Regions from separate parts of the Pan troglodytes genome. Here region 2 is linked to region 1. A link is a contact called in public HiChIP or PLAC-seq data. All regions are on one chromosome and are shown on one strand. The core of a region is the stretch at or near the end of the contact, and the rest is flanking DNA. Distances in the headings are between cores, read along the strand shown.

What was found. HiChIP or PLAC-seq counts read pairs in DNA pulled down with a chosen protein or histone mark.
Region 2: an H3K4me3 HiChIP or PLAC-seq map of stem cell-derived excitatory neurons shows a contact between it and region 1, with 2.1 times the contacts expected there. The contact joins the promoter of PIP5K1A here to the promoter of PI4KB in region 1. A contact is called at or near these places in 1 of 7 Hi-C or Micro-C datasets (stem cell-derived neural progenitor cells) and 1 of 1 datasets of contacts at active chromatin or transcription factors (stem cell-derived excitatory neurons).

The regions. Positions count from the first base shown.
Region 1 is chr1:97,870,484-97,877,875 of NHGRI_mPanTro3-v2.0_pri, forward strand. PI4KB (phosphatidylinositol 4-kinase beta) reads left to right here and starts at 4,482. Exons shown (of 15, transcript XM_063813642.1): 1 at 4,482-4,621; 2 at 4,917-5,333; 3 at 6,227-6,428.
Region 2 is chr1:98,013,313-98,020,552 of NHGRI_mPanTro3-v2.0_pri, forward strand. It overlaps PIP5K1A (phosphatidylinositol-4-phosphate 5-kinase type 1 alpha), which reads right to left and starts at 4,098. Exons shown (of 15, transcript NM_001137558.4): 1 at 3,563-4,098. The coding sequence starts at 3,647.

The DNA.
Region 1 (7,392 bases), core at 3,232-5,731:
TAAAGGACTGAGCCAGGCAGTTGTTGCCATTATCCATGTGGAAGGAAATGAAGGACTGGACCAGGATGCAGACAGATGAGAGGTAACAGGCATATGGTAAAATAAACCACTGGTGATAGAATAGATAAGACTCATCCAAATAAATATTGTCCTCACCATGACTGAGATTGAGGATGAATCCATTCACTTTAGAATACCACAGCACTGAATGATTTTGAGATTTTAATGAGTGTTACAGGGTTTTAAAGTAACCTATTCCACCCTATTTTAAAATATATAACATGAAACAAGTTATTCCTCTGTAGTTTAAGCAATCTTCAGTTTTTTAGATGAAGGCCTAAACTAAGATTTGGGGGAGTACCACTTCCTTCCTACCATTCCTCACTCTTCTCCTTCTCCACAATTTCCCGTTCTCCACTCCCATTACCTTTTCCAGTTCTATTATTCATTTTAGTTTATCATAAATTTACTAAAATTTAAAATAAACTTTTGCTATAATAGCCGGGCACGGTGGCTCCCATCTGTAATTCCAGCACTTTGGGAGGCCGAAGTGGGCAGATCACTGGAGGTTAGGAGTTCAAGACCAGCCTGACCAACATGGAGAAACCCCATCTCTACTAAAAATACAAAAAAAAATTAGCCAGGTGTGGTGGCGCATGCCTGTAATCCCAGCTACTCGGGAGGCTGAGGCAGGAGAATTGCTTGAACCTGGGAGGTGGAGGTTGCGGTGAGCTGAGATCGCACCATTGCACTCCAGCCTGGGCAACAAGAGCAAAACTCCATCTCAAAAAAATAATAAAAATAAAAAATAACCTTTTGCTGTTAAACCAAGGCAAACTCTATATGTGTAGTCTATGGCCTCAAATAAATGAATCTATTGTTTATTTTTGTAGCTAATAATCAGCCTTCTTTAGAAATTAAAGCAAATGCTACACATTCACACAGCATAATAAATGGGGGAATTAATGTCACTGTATATGTCTTAAGTGTTTTACTTCATGTTGTGGTTTCTCAGTAGTACTACTTCTTCATCTAAAAACATCCTGCTGATTCCATCCTATGTGAAAAATCTGTTCAGCGTTTTATACAGAGAGTTGGCTGAACACAGATACATATATCTCACAGTATATAGAAATGCTCAGGTTGGCCGGGCATGGTGGCTCACACCTGTAATCCCAGCACTCTGGGAGGCTGAGGCAAGCGGATTACCTGAGGTGAGGAGTTTGAGACCAGCCTGGCCAACATGGTAAAACCTCGCCTCTATTAAAAATACAAAAAAAAAATTAGCCTGGCATGGTGTCGTGTGCCTGTAATCCCAGCTACTCAGGAGGCTGAGGCACGAGAATTGCTTCAACCTGGGAGGTGGAGGTTACAGTCAGCCGAGATTGCACCACTGCACTCCAGCCTGGGCAACAGAGGGAGAATCTGTCTCAAAAAAAAAATGCTCAGGCTGGGCACAGTGGAGCCAGGCCTGTAATTCCAGCTACTTGGGAGGCTGAGGTGGGAGGATTGCTTGAGCCTAGGAGCTCGAGAACAGCCTGGGCAACATTGCAAAACCCCATCTCTACAAAAAAATTAGCCAGGCGTAGTGGCACGCACCTGTGGACCCAACTACTTGGGAGGCTGAAGTAGGAGGACTGCTTGAGCCCAGGAGGTGGAGGCTGCAGTGAGCTGAGATGGCACCGCTGCACTCCAGCCTGGGTGACAGAGGAGCAAGACCCTGTCTCAAAATAAAAAAAGAAAAGAAATGTTCATAAAGCCAGGCAATGGGACATGCACCTGTAGTCCTAGCTACTTGGGAGGCTGAGGTGGGAGGACTGCCTGAGCCCAGGATTTCGAGGCTGAAGTGAACGATGATTGTGCCATTACACCCCAGCCTTAAGAGACAGAGCAAGACCTCATCTCTAAAAGTAAAAAAGTTCATAGGGAGGCATTTGTTTACTGGAATAATCAGGCCAGACTCTGTGGCTCACACCTGTAATCCCAGCACTCTGGGAGGTGAGGCAGAGGATTGCTTGAGCCTAGGAGTTTAAGACCAGCCTCAGCAACATGGCGAGATCTCATCTCTACAAACACACACACACACAAAGATTGCACCATTGCACTCCAGCCTGGGCGACAGAGCGAGACTCTGTCTCAAAAAGAAAAAAGAAAGAAATTTATACATATGAACCCTTAGAGCTATAAATAGGAAACTTAAAATCTTCTACTTATGTTTGTGTGTGTGTGTATTTTTAGTAGGGTGGTCTATAATTGACTAGCTATAAAAAGTTCCTGCTTCAAATTTGAAGAGATGTTTCTGAAATTTTTTCTGTCATTGGAAAATAAGAAAACTTCCTACTATAAAAAAGGTTGTCACATGTCTTTCTACAATGTTTCAAAAGGCTAGTCTTGTGGCTGTTTGGAACGTTATCCCTTGAGGGGATACATGACATTTTAAACTCTAGGCTAAAGCAGGGTCATCGCCTCATGATATTTGCGGGACAGCTGATTGGAAGCTGGCCAAGAGCTGGTGGGCCTAACATGTGGACTGGTGATTCTCCCCAATCCAGACCAGTGGTGAGAATTTTTTTTTTTTTTTTTGAGATGGAGTCTCGCTCTGTTGCCCAGGCTGGAGTGCAATGGCGCAATCTCGGCTCACTGCAACCTCTGCCTCTCAGGTTCAAGTGATTCCCTGCCTCACCCTCCCTAGTAGCTGGGATTATAGGCACCCACCACCATGCCCAGCTAATTTTTGTATTTTTAGTAGAGACAGAGTTTCACCAAGTCGGTCAGGCTGGTCTCAAACTCCTGACCTCGACTGATCCACCCACCTCGGACTCCCAAAGTGCTGGGATTACAGGCGTGAGCCACCACACCAAGCCGATTTTTTTTTTGAGACAGGGTCTCACTCCGTTGTCCAGGCTGGAGTGCAGTGGCATGATCTTGGCTCACCGCAGCCTCTGTCTCCCAGGCTCAAGTGATCCTCCTACCTCAGCCTCCTAAGTAGCTGGGACTACAGGTGCATGCCACCATGCCAGCTAGGCTAATTTTTGTATTTTTGAAGAGACGTGGTTTCACCATGTTGCCCAGGCTGGTCTCAAACCCCTGAGCTCAAGCAATCTGCCCACCTCAGCCTCCCAAAGTGCTGGGATTACAGGTGTGAGCCACTGTGCCCAGCTGACAAATTTAAACTATCTTTGGCACTCTTGTCCCCATTCTTTGTTCATCTTTCATACTGTACTCCTGCTTTAACCTAGCTTGTCTGCTTGCCCTCTCCTCATGATATGAGCAAATTCCCATTTATATTCTTCAACATACAATTTTTTTGCTTTCAGAATGCTCGCTTGTCTTTTATTTTGCTGGGTTATATCCAATATCTACTCTAAGACCTGACTCACAGTATTTCTAAGAAGCCTTCCATTCATTCATTCACCATATACTGGTGTGTGTGTGTGTGTGTGTGTGTGTATGTGTGTGTCCATACACATATAGGCCTTCCAAATTAACTTAAACTCCACTATGTCCCTTCAGCAATTAGGTTAGGTACCCCATTTGTTCTACTGTTGTATATACTGCATGTTTTACACAGGCATTTTCAAGCTATTACACTTTATTCTGCCTTCCAATTAAACATTGTAGCAGTGACTCTTTCATCATCTATCCTGTATGATTGTCCCAATAATTAATAATAAAGTACTATAGTAGCAACTTGTACTCTCTTGATCCTAACAAAACCCTGTAATGGGCTAATATTACTTCATCCATATGTCTTCTTTGTAGACATAGAAACTGAGGTTTAAAGAGGTTACATTAGTTATTCCAAATCAAATGGCTTGTAAGTGGCAGGGAAGATGGCATTCAAGACCCGGGCTCAAATAACTAGCCTCAATGTATTAAGTAAGGCACTGATGAGGGGCACTGCATATTAAGTAAAGCCCTAGGAAAGGCATTGAGATAGAGGTTCTGAGGACAAAGAGGGCTCTAAATCAACAATCTTAACCGAAAAATACACAAAAAACTTGCTGGGCGAGGTCGGGCCTATAATCCCAGCACTTTGGTACCTGAGGCCGGCAGATTGCTTGAGGCTAACAGTTCGAGACAAGCTTGGGCAACATAGCAAGACCCTGTCTTTACAAAACAAACAAACAAACGAAAAATACACAAAAGCAACACCAGAGGCCCATTTGCATGGCGTGTTTTTGTTTATTTGTTTGGCCTAATATGGTTTCGTTTTGTTTGGAAGAAGGGATTGTGCCCTCCAAGCCTTTGTCGTTTCACTCACCTCTCCCAACCTGGCCCTGTCCAGCCCCTCCCTGGAGGGCTGGGCATATGGATGCTGGAGGTCACAGGCTGCCCAGGCAGGTTGGTGACCTCGGAGGCAGAACCACGGCCTCGAGTCGGGCCTCTAACGGCGAAAAGACTGACGCGGTTGGACCGCGCCATTCCCGAAATGTTAAGGAGCTTAAACTCCGCATCGTCCTCCAAGATAAGTAGGAAAAGGGCAGTCAGGAAGAACGTCTTCCCCGTCCGCCGTCTTCCTGCGCGCCCTTCTAGGAACCCAGCGTCCATCCCACGGCCTGATTTACTAAGGGAGTCTTGTAGCATACGGGAGGGGGAAAAGTCATTGATTGCAATTACGGTAATTTGGTTAGTTACTCAAACGGTCGTTTACATATAACTTGCATGTTAATATACTTCTGGAAGTATGCATATGTCCATACTTCTTTAACAGGGCACCCACGGCCGCCTGCTCACCCTACTTATGCAGCAAATTTTACTTCTCTCTCGGCTTCTTTAACCTCGCAAACGCTACCGCTTAAGTCCGCTTCTTAAATATTGGCCCCTCCTCCCACCCGTAAGCTCCTCCCTTCGCCCTCTCTCCCTCGAGAGCTTCCAAACATCTTTTCCCCGCCCCCTTTTCTATTTCTGAACAGGCATGTTCCAGGCAGCTCACCCGACTCCTTAGATTACTATGGAATCGGTAGGGTCCTGACCGCTGGGGAAGCAGGAAAGCGTATCCTGGGAAGAAAGGCTTGGCTTGGACTCCGGAGAAGAATACTACATCGAGACCTGCTGGGGAATTTTATTTTATTTTATTATTTTTTTGGTCTTGGTTGTACTGAGGGAGGAAGAAGAGGTTGTGTGGCCCGGTCGAACTTGTGGCAGCCTGAAGGCCCCCTCAGGCGGCGCCGCGGGCAGCCCCGCAGCCGGGGCCTGGTGCAGCCGCCGCGGCCGCTGTCAGGGAAGCGCAGGCGGCCAATGGAACCCGGGAGCGGTCGCTGCTGCTGAGGCGGCAGTGTCGGCAGTCCAACCGCGACTGCCCGCACCCGCTCCGCGGGGGTCCCCCAGAGGTAAGCTACTCCTCCTTCATGAGTCACCTTTGCCCTGTTGGGGGGGGGGGTCCCTCTCCCACCCTGTCCCGCACAGTCTTCCCCACCTGAGTTCGACTACGAAACTGCCCTCTTGGTGTCAGCTGCACCCCGGGTTCCTTCTCCACCCTTTCCTCTCAGGCCTGGGGTCCTCCTCCGCTTTTTGGCTTCCTCTTCTATTAGCTCCTCCCTCTGCCTCGGGGATTCCCCCCTCCCTCACTCATCCCTGTTGCCTACGTCTCGAATAATTCTTTTTTTTAAGTCATGAACCCTTTCCATATCAGACGACTCCCATAATGCCCATCCTTGTCCTTCCTCGTCGTCTCTGCCCCTGCCCCAAACCTTTTCCATGGACTCCACCTCTATCTCTTTTCCTAGTTTGCACTTTTCCTCCTATGTCCCTGTGCAACTCCAGCACTGGGTTCCCATTTCCCTGAGCTAAAGATTGCATCCCTGTCTTCCTGTGCTGCTTCTGATTCCATTACCTCACCGTCACCCACCTACCCAGCCAGCTCCTGGCTTCCAAGAATTGCCTGTTCCCTTCTCCTTAAGGGATCTCGGGCCCTTGTCATCAATCCAAAAGTACCATTTACATTCTTACTTTGAACCTAGTCCTCACTCTTCTCTGGGATGCATTATGATCCCTATAACTTTCTTTAGCTTCTCTTTCTCCCTCCTCAATCCCCCAACTTTCTAGAGGTTTCTGTCTTAGGGGAGAGATTTGACAGTGCCCTTCCCATTCAGGATTTCCAACTTTGACACCTCCCTCGAGTTTCAGGGATTTCTCTGATCCTTGTGACATTTGGTTCTGTTTTTCCCGTGGGCTTCATGTGTTCTCTGTCACACTCTTTATCTCCACATACCACTTATTTCAGGATCAACTAAACCTTGAACTAAGAAGAAAAATGTGTTGTGAGCAGGGGGAGCCTCAGCTGCCTCAGGCCGTTCAGGACAGAAGGGTGTTTCTGAAGGCCGGAGCAAGTTTTGAAGAAGTCCCTATCAGATTACACTTGGTTGACTACTCCGGAGCAGCCACTAAGAGGGATGAACAGGCCTGCGTGGAAATTGAATGAGATTGTGAGAAATCTTGTTTCAGATTATTTAATTTTAGGCTTTTGTTAAAGGAATCACAGAATAGAGTGCCTTCTCACCCCTGTCCAGATCCATGAGGAATCAGTTTATTCTTGTGGTTTACTAGAATAGTTTTGGTTGGTTCCATAAGAATTCAGGCCTGGAGTGGGGTAAGGGTATAACTGGAAAAAGGAACACGAGACAATGGAAAGAGCTTGTACATTCAGAATCAGGACTCCTGGGTTCAGCATGTGACTTCCTCACTTGACCTCTAGAGTGATCCTTTTGGAAAATGCCCACTCTCTGTAGGCATCAGTGCAGTAATAAGTTGGTAGCAGGATGTGGGTTGGGGGAAAAAAATCAGATTTGGTTTATTTGTTTACAAAATATTTTGGGTTCCTCAGGCAAAAGGTATTTATTAGTAGTGGTTTAGTCATCCTGAGAACTTTCCTTCACCTTGGTCTTTCTGTCAGATGTTTCTAGTCCACAACCAGGGGTGTAAGTCATTTTGAAAGACAAGTTCCAGGCCTGCTTCCTTCATCTGCTTTGCTTTTTCCCCCAGTGCATTAAGTGGCTGATTTTCTGTGCTGTTCCTCATGTACTTGATCCATAACTCCAGATTCTATAGGTGGAAAGTATGTTTGTGGGAAAGCACTTTGAGGAAGCTGGCTGGAAAAGAGAACTTGGAGTGAACTGAGACTTAGGCAACTAGTTGCTGCCATGTCTCTCTCAGCCTGTGATAGCGAAAGGGCACGTGAGATTCCATTCATTTTCTGATTCTAGGTCTGTTTGGGAGTAGTTATGTCATCTTATCCCACTTCCTTTCTCTTCCTTGTCGTTAGTCATGGTGCAGTCTCCTCATAATTCCCCTTATTAGAAGCTTTCCTGCCAGGCGCGGTGGCTCACACCTGTAATCCCAGCATTTTGGGAGGCCGAGGCAGGCAGATCACCTGAGGTCAGGAGTTTGAGA
Region 2 (7,240 bases), core at 2,848-5,347, 140 kb after region 1:
CAAAAATTAGTCAGATGTGGTGGCAGGTGCCTGTAATCTGTTACTTGGGAGGCTGAGCAGGCAACTCGCTTGAACCCGGGAGGCTGAGGCTGCAATGAGCCAAGATCACCCCACTGCACTCCAGCCTGGGTGACAAGAGCAAGAGTCCACCTAAAAAAAGAGAAAAAAGATTTTATTTGCGATTGGAAGAGAGTGTTTCTTTGTCCGCATGGTACCAGAGGAATTAGAAAGTTGGCAGGAACAAGTGATGGTTTATGATTTCCTGAATTGTTAAAGGCTAGAAGGCTGGCCCTGTAGAAATTCAAGAAGTGTGCGTGTCAACCACCCTAAAACCATTTACTGTTCTTAGCTGTTTAGCTGAACTCCACTTAAGTTTTGGTGAAACTCTGAAATCCTAAAGGACAATGTTCTCTGACAATGCTGAAAATGGATATAAAACAAAAATGTCATAGCCAAGGACATATTGACAGTTTTTGATCAGCCACTCACAACTTCTAGGCACTCCAAATCTTCTGGCATTTAAATTGGGAAGGAGAGGTTATTTAGGAGAGTTTGTTCCCTGCCAATATTAAAGATAGTTTCACCATTAAGCTGTCAGCTTTTACACTGTTGACAAATGAAATACACAGAGTAAAGCAAACCATAAGCTCTAAGAGATGTTTAACTACTTTTGCTATTGGAGCAATTACCATGTTTGGATTTGGTGGAGGCCATTATAATCTTTCCATAGTCCATCAAGAGCTTGAAATTTAGCCACTTTTTGCCACCTTTTTTTTGTTTTGAGACAGAGTCTTGCTCTGTCACCCAGGCTGGAGTGCAGTGGCGTGATCTCGGCTCACTGCAACCTCTGCCTCCCGGGTTCAAGCAATTCTCCTGACTCAGCCTCCTAAGTAGCTGGGATTACAGGCCTGCGCCAACATGCCTGGCTAATTTTTTTGTATTTTTTAGTAGAGATGGGGTTTCACCATGTTGGCCAGGCTGGTCTCGAACTCCTGACCTTGCGATATGCCTGTAATCCCAGCATTTTTGGAGGCCGAAGTGGGCGGATTACTTAAGGTCAGGAGTTCAAGACTAGTCTGGCTGACATGATGAAACCCCATCACTACTAAAAACACAAAAAAATAAAATAGCCAGGCATGATGGCACATGCCTGTATTCCCAGCTACTTGGGAGACTGAGTCAGGAGACTCATTCGAAGCTGGGAGGCAGAGGTTGCAGTAAGCCAAGATGGCACCACTGCACTCCAGCCTGGGTGACAGAATGATACTCTGTCTCAAAAAAAAAACCACAAAAACATTTATACAATCTGTATTATTAACTGTTAGTGAGAGGATCTGACAGAAAACATAAAGACCTACAAAAATACCAAAGAGTACAAAGCAAACACCTGACTTAATAGTTGAGAAGTTTGTTTATGGACCATACACAACCCTTCTTCTTTCTGGGTTGGGGATTAGAGGGGAAGCAGGTTTCAAATTAAGGAGCTACTCTATTAAAAATAAAAACCCAGGTGGGGCACGGTGGCTCACGCCTATAATCCCAGCACTTTGGGAAGCCAAGGCGGGCGGATCACAGGGTCAGGAGATCGAGACCATCCTGGCTAACACGGTGAAACCCCGTCTCTACTAAAAATACAAAAAACAAAATTAGCCAGGCGTGGTGGTGGGCGCCTGTAGTCCCAGCTACTCGGGAGGCTGAGGCAAAAGAATGGCGTGAACCCGGGAGGCGGAGCTTGCAGTGAGCCGAGATGGCCCCACTGCACTCCAACCTGGGCGACAGAGCGAGACTCCGTCTCAAAAATAAATAAATAAATAAATAAATACCTTGTCACTTTTACTTTATCCTATTTCATGCTTATAATGCAGCATGAGTTGTTCTGGTCCCCTAATACTTTTATAGGAAAGGTAAAAAATCCCCTCTCAACAAACTAAAAATAGAGATTTATTAAAAATAAATAAAACTGCAGCTTATTAAGAAGATATGTGTGACTAGATATTCCAGCATCTGAGCTGGAATGTGAAAGGTGGAAGGAACCCTATTCAGCAAATTCTAAACAGCAAAAACGCAACACCAGGCCTGAGGAAATACCAAAATCTCAAGCAAAGCATCCAACATCTGGCAGCGTCTATTCAAGTGTAGAAGCAGCAGTTACTGTGAAACACCAGACACTTCTGATGGAAGCGCTCAGTTTCTGACTCACCTCCCGCCCCCCCACCCGACACACATACACACACTTTCTCTCCTACACACAATCTACTGCTTTTCTTGTGAGCCTCCTCAGCCCTCCCTCAATCTTCATTCGTTTTTAACTATTAATACGCTGAGCTCTCTACATTAACCTGGCTCCATTCTCCAAATTCCAATCTCCTGATACAGCCTAAGCATTCTTCCAGTCCATTTTTCTATTATGCAATACTCCCCCACAACACTTACAGTCACCCCCCCACCCATCTTTCTTCTTCTCAGGCCTAATTTCCAAAACATCACTTCTCGCAGTCTCTACTGCAATTCAAGACTCCATTCCATCTTTCTCATCTGTTTTTAAGGTCTTTGACCTTAATTTCCTACATTCCTTAGACTCTCTTCAAAATTTCCATTCCTTCCCAAAGTTGGGCAGTTTAGAGTTGGGAATCACCAAAGGAATTAGTCTGAGAAAGTATGTATGTGTGTCTGTGTGCCTGTGCGGCCCTAAGGGTGGGGGTGCGAAGTGAGAAGGGGTGACACATTAGGGGGGAGTATCTGAGGGAAAAGATGGCTTCAACAACTCCCACCCACCCAACAAAATTCACGATTCCCTACCTCTCCAGAAATCGAAAGCGTCCAATAACTTTTCGATATCTTTTAAGCCCCATGGCTTCTCTTCAACATTTTCATCCAATTAGCCCACAATCAACTTAGATTCCACCTGCCTCTCACACTAAGTAGTTCTCTCTACTTCTTAGGCCTCCATTTACTTTCTTAGATCCTCTACTCCCTTCCGTTTCTCTTGTTTCCTACCGCAACTTCTTTTTTTTTTTTTTTTTTTTTTTTGAGACAGGGTCTCACTCTCTCGCCCAGACTGGAGAGCAGTGGCCCAATCTCGGCTCACCGCAAGCTCTGCCTCCCAGGCTCAAGGGATTCTCCTGCCTCAGCCTCCCGAGTAGCTGGGATTACAGACGCACGCCACTACTGTCCGGATAATTTTTGTATTTTTAGTAGGGACGAGGTTTCACTATGTTGGCCAGGCTCGTCTCGAACTTCTGACCTCAAATGATCCGCCCGCCAAGGCCTCCCAAAGTGCTGAAATTACAGGCGTGAGCCACCGCGCCCGGCCACCCTACCCCCACCTTCAATCTCCATCCGTCCTCCTCAAAGACAACCAAAGTTTTCGACAACTTCTTAATCAAACTTACCCTTTCCTCAAACTCCTGCCCGCTCATAAATCCCTATTTGAAAGCCCAGCTCGCGCCCACTTACCGGTAACACGTAGGACATTCCCAGCTACAGGTACCCTCTTAGGTCTCGCTCTTCCTCCCATCGCATATTCCTCACCAGCTCCCTACCCACGCCCTGCCGGGCTTACCTGAGGACGAGGTACAGGAAGGGACCGCGGGATCAAAGGATGAAAAACCGACCGAAGACGACGGCCCGGAGGAGGCCGACGCCATCTTGGCAGCCCCCTCCCCCTCAGCGGCCTGGCTCTCTTTCAATCCGGTTCTTCCTCTTCTCGGAATCGAATCTTCCCAACGTCTCTTTACAGAACCCGCGTTCTGTGGGCCACCTCCCCGCCCCCTCCGGGGCCTCCCTCAGACACGTCGAGCCGGCTCCTGGACCAGCTCAAGGCCACACCATTCGCCTGGCATGGGGAAGAACTCACGTCCCGCACCCCCTCCACAAGTTTAACCGCTTTCCACAGGGGATACTTTCCCCTTTCACAGAAGAGTAAGCTTAAGCTGGCTGCTGGGACGTTGCGCCCAGACCAAGCCACATCTGAAAAAAATACGAGGCATGAAAAGTCCCAGAAGAGCGAACGCCCCTTCTCCGTCCGCCCTAACCACGGCCTGTTAATCGCCCAACCTGGCCGCTTCACTCCGGGTAGCCAAGCAAAATCCGAGCACTGCGCATGCGCCCGACCTTCTCGGGGCATCAGCCCACTCATTGGGGAGAGAAAAGGAGCAAAACCAATCGGGAGGCTGCTAATGGTCACGTGAGGTGGGTCCTCACGCCCTGACGAGTCCACGGGTGGAAGATGTGCGCGCGCGGGTTGGCCGACAGTCTCTACGGTGGCTCGGCAGGTCCTCTTAGGTTCAGTTCTTTGCTAGGACTGGGTCGAGTGATCTGAACTCGGGACAAGAGTCGGTCCGCCAAGTCCTCTGAAATTCCTAACCCAGGAAAGAACTCTCTGCGGGAGTACTGGTGTCGAGTCAGAGACGTTAAGGTGTCGAATATCACAAAACATTTAATACCACCAAGAACTCTTCTTAGTCTTTTTCCTGTTTTACTACTCTTGTTTACTATTTGATTAAACGTGCGTGCATGTCTTACCTTCCTCGGAATGGCATTCGAAATAGATCTGTGTTTTGTTTGCCTCAAGCACAAAGCTAGGCACTGCACAGTGACGGAGTTCAGTAAATATTTGATGCATGAATCAGTGAAGACCTGTCAAAAAAGGGCACGGGAGGCTATCAGGGACTTATCACAACCTTCCCGCGACCCAACCCCTTTAGCCTCCAACTGTCAATTATCTGTGCTCCAAAGGGCATGGAGATACACAGAAAAATTTCTCCCATTGTAGTCTTCGTAGTAACTGCTCGTTTTTAACAAAGTACCCCGTAGGCTATGAACCCTGGTGGGAAGACCAGTCTCTCTGAGCAAACTGTAAAACTTCTGGGGAGCAAGGACTGTGTTTGGTTCACTCTTGTATCTCCAGCTCCTCCCGTGACTTCGTACATAGTAGGGGCTCCATAATTATCTATGGAATGAATAAATAAAGAGGAATGGTAAAACATTCGGGGTAAGAGTCGGTCAGATAGATCCTCTCAAATTCATGGCCCATGAAATAACTCCATTAAAACAGGTTTTGTGGCCGGGCGCGGTGGCTCACGCCTGTAATCCCAGCACTCCGGGAGGCCGAGGCGGGTGGATCACGAGGCCAGGAGATCGAGACCATCCTGGCTAACACAGTGAAACCCCGTCTCTACTAAAAATACAAAAAATTAGCCGGGCGTGGTGGCGGGCGCCTGTAGTCCCAGGCTACTCGGGAGGCTGGGGCAGGAGAATGGCATGAACCTGGGAGGCGGAGCTTGCAGTGAGCGGAGATCGCGCCACTCCACTCTAGCCTGGACGACAGAGCGAAACTGTCTCAAAAAAAAAAAAAAAAAACAAACAGGTTTTGTAACCCCCAGAATGACCTGGTTATCCTCTTTCCAGATGTCTTGTGGGTCCTCATAAAGTAACCTAGGACCCGAACATCCATAGAATATCCCCATGCAGGCCGGGCGCGGTGGCTCACGCCTGAATTTCCAGCACTTTGGGAGGCCGAGGTGGGTGGATCATCTGAGCTCAGGAGTACGAGACAAGCCTGGCCAACATAGTGAAACCGCGTCTCTACTAAAAATACAAAAAATTAGCTGGGCGTGGTGGCGGGTGCCTGTAATCCCTGCTACTCGGGAGGCTGAGGCAGGAGAATCGCTTGAACCCAGGAGGCAGAGGTTGCAGTGAGCCGAGATCGCGCCATTGCACTCCAGCCTGGGCAACGAGAGCGAAACTCAGTCTCAAAAAAAAAAAAGGCCGGGTGCAGTGGCTCACGCCTGTAAGCCCAGCACTTTGGGAGGCCGAGGCGGGCGGATCACCTGAGGTCGGGAGTTCAAGACCAGCCTGACCAACATGGAGAAACGCCGTCTCTACTAAAAATACAAAATTACCCAGGCGTAGTGGAGCATTCCTGTAATCCCAGCTACTCGCTACCCCGGAGGTTGAGGCAGGAGAATTGATTGAACCTGGGAGGCAGACGTTTCGGTGAGCCGAGATGGCGCCTTTGCACTCCAGCCTGGGCAACAAGAGCGAAACTCCAACTCAAAAAAAAAAAAAAAAAAAAAAAAAAAAATCCCCATGCATTTACGGCAGCCTTCTACTCCTCCCTTATGAAGATCTAAAATAATTGTTTCCCTGCTGCCACCTGCTGGATTATTCGTCTTCCTTTGGGCACCGAAAGTAGACAAAATCTTGTTTGTAATTCCACAGCAGTGGAATTTTGTTGTGTTGAAGTATTTTATAATTCCCTGTACCTATACCCTCCACTCAACTAAACAGGACAGGAACTAGTGAGGGGCACACTGAGCACAGGATTTGGCTCATAGGTATTCAATAAATAAATATTTGTTGAATAAATTATCCTTGTTTTCCGAAAAGGCATAGGGTTGCTACCATTTCCTGAGTTACTTTAGAAATCGGATGGTGTAGCCGGACGCGGTGGCTCACGCCTGTAATCCCAGCACTTTGGGAGGCCGAGGCGGGCGGATCACGAGGTCAGGAGATCGAGACCATCCTGGCTAACACGGTGAAACCCCCGTCTTTACTAAAAATACAAAAAATTAGCCGGGTGAGTTGGCCGGCGCCTGTAGTAGCCCCAGCTACTCGGGAGGCTGAGCCAGGAGAATGGCATGAACCTGGGAGGCGGAGCTTGCACTGAGCCGAGATCGTGCCACTGCACTGCAGCCTGGGCGACAGAGCGAGACTCCGTCTCAAAAAAAAAAAAAAAAAAAAAAAAAAAATTCGGCTGGTGTTGATGTAAAGCTGTTTCTGATTTTAAAATTGGAAACAGACTAATAAATCCCAGAATGACCAACGCAGTCAAACAGAGGAATCTTCTCCCTGTGAGCTAATCTGTGAATTCCATTTTATTTTATTTTTGAGACAGAGTCTGGCTCTGTCACCCAGGCTGGAGTGCAGTGGCGCTTGGCTTACTGCAACCTCCACCTCCCGGGTTCAAGCGATTCTCCTGCCTCAGCCTCCCAAGTAGCTGGGACTACAGGCATGCACCACCACGCCCAGCTAATTTTTTATATTTTTAATTTTTATTTTCATCAAGTACTATTTTTATTTTTAATTTCACCAACTCCCACTCAGTCCCTGGGGCGCCCCCACTCCCACTCAGTACCTGGGGTGTCCTCTGAGTCATGGAACCACTCCTCCCCAGTAACATTCCTAGCATAGTAGAACTGTGGTGACGTGGCAGGGTGTGGAAACAGGGGCAGAGCAG